Regions from separate parts of the Bombyx mori genome. Here region 1 is linked to region 2. A link is a contact called in public Hi-C data. All regions are on one chromosome and are shown on one strand. Each heading gives the region's core, a stretch centred on a gene start, on an enhancer-like site or on the middle of the called end of the contact. The rest is flanking DNA. Distances are from core to core; before and after follow the strand shown. Region 1 holds the start of LOC101742855 (kelch-like protein 5). Region 2 holds the start of LOC101740811 (guanine nucleotide-binding protein subunit gamma-1).

What was found. A called contact is a pair of places that touch in the nucleus more often than the background predicts.
Region 1: a Hi-C map of posterior silk gland shows a contact between it and region 2, with 2.6 times the contacts expected there. The contact joins the promoter of LOC101742855 here to the promoter of LOC101740811 in region 2. A contact is called at or near these places in 3 of 7 Hi-C or Micro-C datasets (middle silk gland, posterior silk gland and whole pupa).

The regions. Positions count from the first base shown.
Region 1 is chr23:7,652,563-7,657,073 of ASM3026992v2, forward strand. LOC101742855 (kelch-like protein 5) reads left to right here and starts at 1,262. Exons shown (of 10, transcript XM_038019222.2): 1 at 1,262-1,711; 2 at 2,160-2,194; 3 at 3,069-3,271; 4 at 4,132-4,329. The coding sequence starts at 1,479.
Region 2 is chr23:7,466,846-7,470,922 of ASM3026992v2, forward strand. It overlaps LOC101740811 (guanine nucleotide-binding protein subunit gamma-1), which reads left to right and starts at 1,329. Exons shown (of 1, transcript XM_004921698.5): 1 at 1,329-1,748. The coding sequence starts at 1,329. The coding sequence ends at 1,541. Cide-b (cell death activator CIDE-B) reads right to left here. Exons shown (of 3, transcript NM_001114870.1): 3 at 2,582-3,478.

The DNA of each region.
Region 1 (4,511 bases), core at 12-2,511, 190 kb after region 2:
TAAGTCTCAGTTGTTATTGGTTTTAATGTTTTTTTTTGATAACATAGAAATACATGTAAAAATCTGTTGTTTTGGAAATAATGGGACGTCTCAGGTACAAATAACAACGAAAAGGGGGTCAATTGGGATGAGAATGAGTTCAATGGGAACGACTTAAGTATAAATAAATACAGGTTTGTAGGGTTGCCTATGTAGTTATAACAATCTTTTTTAAATGTGTTGGTAAGAATCTAGTTTATTTATGATATTTTTATCTAGAACTTTTTTTAATTACTAATGTGTTATTTTATTGTTTGGAAAATATTTATATTATCAGTTACGTGTTGGTTTGAAAGAGCCTTATAAGAGATATGATCCCTTAATATTAAAAACATCAATGCCTATGAAATTAAGAATAAGTCTATAGTTGAAATAGCTAAGCAATTTAATATAAGTAAGTTGGTTTTGCACAGACATGTAACAACAACAATGAAATCTCAAGGTGGACAAAAATGTTTAAATGAAGAAGCAGAAAAATACATAATAAATGAATAAACCCATGCATGAATATATAATAAATGACTTACGCTTCATAATAAAGGGATATTTAGATCGAATTATATATAAAATATATATAATGCTCTCGTACGCAGTACATTAGAATATTGCTGCATTGTTTGGAAACCTTATTATGAGATATACAAGAAACGATTGGAAAGTGTCCAGAAACGGTTTCTATGGAACTTGTCTTACAGCTACAGTCTGGGTAGGAAGTTACCCAGCTATGGAGACATACTTCGTCACTTTAATCTTGACTCTATTTTTAACCGGAGGAAACTAATGGGTGGTATATTTCTATACAAATTAATCCATGGAATAACCGACACACCTAACCTCTTAAACCAGATAATAATATTATATATAAATGATCACTTTGTTGGTGCAACTAAATAAATAAATAAATTAATTAATAAAAACCAAGTGGTGGCAGTCCTAGCAAAATTATTAATTGACACTAATTTCAACCCCATTAACCCCAATTTCCGGGTAAATAGGGATATCACAACTTTTTGCTTAAACTGGAATGCTAATTGCATAGTTTTAAATTGAGTAACAAAGATACCCCCAAGATTCAATAATTTTGATCCTGATATAGCATTTTATACATCAACAACTACATACCTTAAAATTGTCCAAGTTGGGATTTGTCCCCCCGTTTTACCGGTACTTACAAACTGACTGTAAATTCAACACTGGCAATAACAGCATTGCCATAATGAAATAAACAGAAAGAAAGGTCAGTGACTGTTCTGTCAGGGAATAGCGCTTTGTTTTTAAATTTCGAGTAATATTCACTGCATTGTTCATTTTCTAATGCGCATTGATTGAAAAATATTCATTATTTTGTATTATCTTGTGCTTTTGTTGTGCTTTGTTCTGTTATAAATTGCTCTTATTCCGACTAGCGTTCTAAAATAAAATTAAAATTCTATTGTCTAATGATGTCTGGATCCGATTCTCATAAGTCAGAAACTACGAAAGACAATATATCCACAAATTCCATTGATGAAGGACTACCTCGAGAACTTAGTCAACTAAGTCTTTCCAGTTCATCTAGTCAAGATGAGTTCTTTTGTGATAAGGGACACGCTGAAGTAGCCTTAAAAAATATTTACGGATACTATCAATCACAGAAATTGTGCGACGTATTTTTAATCGCAGATGGATGCAGGTAAGCTTATATATTAGTTATAAATTCGGTTATTTTGGCTTTGATTCGAAGCTATTTTAAATAATGCAATTATGCTTTAAAAAACAAGGTTTAAAACATATAGTTTTAAATACATTTCATTCGCTTTTGACTACATAGGGTAAAGATACTGAGCTTCCAGAAAAAAAAAAATTGGCTTGTAAATTGAAATTATTGAAACTATATTAAACTTTATTTTAAAAGAGCTCTTGAAATTACAAAAATCATAAGACAGTATTTATTACAGTATATTTATCCTTGCATAGAAATTAACAAAGAATAAATATGAAACAAATCATACTATCCATATAAAAATATGATTTGTTTGAATAACTTAGTCATAACTTGAAAGTCACAATTTTGAATAACTTACTGCCAAGTTAATCAAAGATGAGAGAATAAAATTTTCAATATTTTTGTTTTATTTTAGGATACCAGCACACAAAGTATTATTGGCATCATGCAGTGAGTACTTTGCAGCCATGTTTACGGGTTCACTGCGTGAGGCTCAGCTAACGGAAATAACACTTGAGCGCATTGACTCACAGGCACTACAGGCTCTTGTTCACTATTGCTACACAGGCACAATAGGTTAATTTATTAGCCATTAATATACTAGATACAAATAAAAGATCAAATTTTTCCTTTCTTAGTGATGCAGATAAATACCCACAACATATCTTATTATATTTCTGTAGATGGTCTGTTTAGTTTATGGTCTACCTAGTTAAGTGATTATTGAGGGCCAAAGACAAAACAATTTAAATGCCACCACCTACCTTGAGACAGAATAGAAAAGTCTCAATATAGATCATAATGCCTATGTTGTCCTTCAAACTGAAACACCAGATTACTATACAGTAGAAAAAGGCAGGATCGTGATACTATTAACTATTACTACTACCTCTACAAGCCACAATACACCCCACCTATAAATAAATGTTGATTAGCAATCTCAATATACTGTTATAATACTCTTAAGATGTTGCTATCCATTGTCAGGTTAATATCTCAGTTAAAACACCCACAGGAAGAGATAGAATAGAGCTATTCTAGGCTACCACAAGGTACAAAATGGCTTTTGGAGCTGGAAGAAAAATCTGAATTCTTATTATGATGTTAATCCTTTAGGTTAAGAAGACAACCACTCTCAAGAAATATTTTGTCTCAAATACAACATTTTTGTATTGAACAATAATAGTCATTCTGATATATACATAGCAACTTTTGTTTTTATTTTTTTGTGTTGGCCTAATCCTTTGACTCTTCTTTGGAATATATCAATCACTTATAATTACTGGTTGTATTAAATATAATGAATCTATTTTATTTTTCACAGAACTAAGAGAAGAAACTGTGGAAGTTCTCCTGTCAACAGCAAGTTTACTACAGCTACATTCAGTAACAAATGCATGCTGTGCTTATCTTAAAAAGCAATTGGATCCTTGTAATTGTTTGGGAATAGCTCTATTTGCGGAACAACAGTCCTGCATTGATTTAAACAAAGCAGCTTTGAAATACACATACCAAAATTTTATGCAGGTATAGATTTTTAGCTGTTGAAACAGTTTTCTCGAAATATTTTTATACTAGCCTTCTGTCCCATGTAGACTACACTTGCTCATGTAATTTGGTTAGCATTAACCCTGTAAACTTAAGTATTTTTTTAACATAACACTGTCATAGTCAAGCCATTTTGTACAAAATAACAAACTATGTACTCAAACATTCCTTGTTTATCACTCTTTTAAATAAAGAAAGTTATATCTTAATCAATTATGTGGCTTAAAAGAAATAAACAAAGAAGAAGAGTCTCAGATTCTCAGCTTCATTTTATACTATTGAGGAAAAAACGAGTTTGAATAAACTAAGCTTAAAAACAATCATAAGAGACAAAACATTTTTAAAATAATCATCAAAAAGTAATATCTATACCAATGTCCAACAGTTTGGGAAGCAACCAAATAACGTAGATCTACGATCGATGCCCTCCATAATGAAACAGTTATAAATTAACCACAAACTGAAAAAAAAACACTGAACTATAAAACAATTCACAAACAACTCACACACTGGCATTTTTATTTTCTATTTATTGCTTAGCCAACCTGAGATATAAGTTCTGAGGTCTCAGTATAGTTACAACGGCTACCCCACCCTTCAAACCGAAACGCATTACTGGTTCACGGCAGAAATAGGCGGGGTGGTGGTACCTACCCGTGCGGACTCACAAGAGGTCCTGCCACCAGTAATTACGCCAATTATAATTTTGCGGGTTTGATTTCTTACACGATGAAAAGAAGAAATCTAAAGCTAAAAGGAAATCTAAAAAAAAAATTTTATTCTGCTATGTTTTCTGCTATGTATTATGAACTATAACTTGTTGTAATCCGTTATTTTAGGTTGTAAAACATCAGGAGTTTTTAGGTCTACAATCAGACCAATTATCAAGTCTGCTGAAATCTGATGATCTCAATGTGGTGACTGAAGAAAATGTATTTGAAAGTCTCATGACATGGGTACAACATGACAGTGCTAACAGAGAAAATTATTTGCCAACATTACTGAAGCTAATTAAATTACCCTTACTTTCGTCTGAGGTAGGATTGTTGTTATATTTAATTAGATCTTGTAGATATATATTAAAACTTGATCGATCATCGATCGTTAGTAAATATGATCCATTGCAAATAATAATAAAACAAGGACTAGGCTATAGATATAGTATAATATAGTAGATAACTGCCTGAATATCGAAGTGAGTAATATTTGTATCATTATT
Region 2 (4,077 bases), core at 79-2,578:
GTGGTATTTGCTTACAACTACCCGAGCGCCTCTAAAGGAAACCTAACAACTCAAGAATAGCTGCTTCGTGACTGAATCTACTACTGGATCGGAATCACGACACACTGAGATCCGGCGAGAAACTCAGCGGACTGATATATATATATATAATTGCTTATATGGGTGGACGAGCTCACAGCCCACCTGATATTAAGTGATTACTGGAGCCCATAGAAATCTACGACGTAAATGCGCCACCAACCTTGAGATATAAGTTAAAGTCTCGTATAGTTACAACAGCTGCCCCACCCTTCAAACCGAAACGCATTACTGCTTCATGGCAGAAATAGGCGGGGCGGTGGTACCTACCCGTGCGGACTCACAAGAGGTCCTACCACCAGTAATTACGCAAATTATAATTTTGCGGGTTTGATTTTTATTACACGATGTTATTCTTTCATCGTGGAAGTCAATCGTGAACAATTGTTAAGTACGTATTTCATTAGAAAAATTGGTACCCCGCCTGCGGGATTCGAACATCGGTGCATCGCTACATACGAATGCACCGGACGTCTTATCCTTTAGGCTACGACGACTTCAAGAAGAAAGTGAAACTTAAGGTGATTCCCAGTGCAGTCTTTTAGATTGATTGAAACAGGCTTAAGATTCGAACCCAATAGTGATAGATAGACTCGAATCGAAGGATAAATACATTTGTAAGCCAGGTAGTTCCAACACACTGAGAGGACTCAGAGGAATCCTATCAGTTGTACTCTAATTCCTGCCCTTAATTGTTTGCTTGAATTCTGATAAATGACTACGTCTTTTAAATTTTATACTGTTGGGTGTCAGATTTTTTTTGTCTCTTTGCTATTAATACTTGTCAAGTAAATTTTTTGTTGTTTAAAGAATATGAATGATGTATCCGCGAGTTTTCTTTTTTCAGTCCTTCCAGTATACCTCAGCGCCCCACAAACTAAAACGGATCAAAAAAGCCAGTTACCAATGGCCGGAATTAAATGTAAAAACAGTCTGACCCTGAGCCTTTCTAGGTGCATTATCTATGGGCAATCCATTAAGTGTATATATAATCTATGGGCGATCTGCTGCCATTAATTGACTTTGACAATTTTCAGTAAATCTTAATTTATTATCCAGAAAAAATAAAATCCTCGGGTAAGTATGTAGTATACTTTTTAAAAAGTTCCTAATATAAATAGGAAACATATGTTCTGAAATTAAAGTATACTTTTTTTGTAGGTGACTCACGACGAGTGCAAGGCGACGCCCAGTTTCAGTCCTTTAGTTTTGCTTTTGTTTTCAACATAGGCCTCTCGGACACAGCCGTAATGGATATGATGGTATCAACGTTACAGCAGCAGCGGGCTGTAACTGAGCAGCTCCGCAGAGAAGCAGCAATAAAGAGAATCCCGGTATCTGTAGCAGTTTCAGATATCATCAAGTATATCAATGAACACGAGCAAGAAGATTGCCTTTTGGTTGGGTTTTCGAGTCAGAAAGTAAATCCATTCCGTGAAAAAAGTTCATGTACTGTCCTTTAAATGATCTTTACCTCTAATATATTTGGAGTCACCTGTAATGGAAACTTCTCTAGTTACTAATTTATTATTAACGTTTAGATTATTTCTGTTTCCATGATTAATATATCCGATTTCGCATTTTATTGTTAATTAAAATGTTCATGGATTGTGTTTTGATGTTTGTATTAAATTTTGATGTATTAAAAAATAAATAAAGAAATTATGCAATTCAGTGTTTATTTGTGCATCAAATAAAAAAACAATATTCTGTTATCAATTCCACAAATTAAATTTACAATTCCATTTCAATACAACTTGTTTTGTGTTAAACATTCTAACACAATGATTAGCCCATAGACATCACAACAGAATATTTCCACCTACTCTATTATTATTACACTGTCAGGTTGGCCCACCCTTATACCACAATACAAGATTGCTATAAAGTACAAATGGACACAGTCATGGCACATTTTAGACTACACTTCCACTAGTACTTCACAAATGTATACAGGGTAGCAGCAAAATATTTTAAAATATTGCTATCGTAAAAGTTAATTAAAATAAAATAAAGCAATAATCTAAATTAAACTATTTGCTGCACATTCCAGTTTTTCGTAGGAATAAATTTGCCACAGTCCACATTTTATAAAAAAAACTTAATCTATTTGGTGTTTCAAATTGTATTCAGATTATACACTTTACACATTTATAATAAATTTGAACCATATTTACTATAAACCACTATGCAGGATATTTTTATTGGGTAGGTATGTTAATCAATACTTTGCAAACAATTTAGTATTGTTGACATAGGTTTTAGTGTTTTTTTTTCACATTTTTAGTGCACACTCCTTTTACAATTTACAACTACATAGTATCATTGTTGTTTAGTTTTGAAATCAGAATAGAGGAATAAGAACATATACTAGCAGAATTCACTTATTAATTTCTGGTAAACAACCCTGCTCTAGCTCCTCAATTCTCATAAATTTGTACAGAAAACATGATTAATCATAATATGAATACCTAATATTTTTCAATGATTTTTTTTTTTTTGTTTTGTTCAGAAATATGTATGGTGCATGTTTATAATGAAACTGTTTGACTCTTACATTTTTTTAATAAAACAGAATTACTTAATTTTAACAAAATCGTATATTGTTTTTCCTATTGATATTTTATATGAAGGGCAAAGTGAAACTTGGGAATCTGAATAATAAGTAACCACTAAGATTACAAAATGGTATAGCAGTGGATAGAACAGAATTGCAGAGGAATTTATTCAATAATTGTAAATTTTGAGCAAATTTGGAATAAAATAATGCATCTTAATCTAAGGGTAAAACTATATAAAAAAAAAATTACCAACTATCAGTCTTTTAAATTGATGTTGATTATCAACCTTGTGGCAAATCGTCTCTCAAAAGTTTACAAAATAAAACATTGTGACATAATGATGCAGAAGGCCTTAAATTCTTAACACTATAATCTCTTTTCAAAACAAACTATATTACCAAATGTTTATCCAAATATGGATCTCTTTAAAAACTATACAACTTATGGTTAAAATACCAAATCATACCCATTTGGTTAAAAGTATGCAAAGGTCACTACCGAATTGAATTTTATAGTAGTGAATGAGAAAGTAAAGACAGAGAGCAAGAAATCATTTAAGTCTCATGCATATCTATGTACACATGCCTGCCTACTTAAGATTATCATCACTATCATATCAAACCATTATCCACATATTAATATTATTAGCTCATATTCATAAGATTAGCGTTTTAATACTACAATTTTTATTTATGTATCGTAATATAAACATTGTTTGATATTAATAATAATTGTACATTAATATCCCAATAGCTTTAATGCTGGAATAATATTATACTGTGTACAAATACCTTTATCAAACTTTAGATTAATAAGTTCCGTCTTGCCTGTGTGCAGACCTGTAAAAAAGTTTACATTGGTTAAAATTTCTAAGTATGGGAACACAATCACTTGTGCAAGTTCAAACTTGTGACTTAGGAGTTTATGATTAACATGGCATTGAATCACAGCTCTCATTTAGCACAGTTTTAATCGTCTATGAATTTATTTGGTTGTTTAGATACTGTATCAATTATTGAATGTGTAGGCAAGACGGTGTAGAGGAGGGATGAATCTACTATAAAATACATTTATTAAAAATGCTTATGCATTGGATGAACAGTACATCTTGATAACTCAAATTACAAGAGTATTGCTAAATTTTTTACTTAGACTTACTTAGAAACTTTCAGGATTTTCAACCCTGGTCAATTGATGGCTTAAAAACAACCATATTGTAGTGACATTGAAATTCTTTGTGTAGAATATGCATATACATTAATGTTTTTGTCATAACACTGTTTCACCAAGACAGTAATCATTCCTTTAAACAAAAAAACTCAGCTAATCTATTTACATCTACATCTTACAGCTATTTTGCAAGATAAATAGCTTCTTGGCAATATTTAAGCTTCAAGCTTTTTAACTGTGGATAAAGTGCTCGCTGTTAATCTCTATG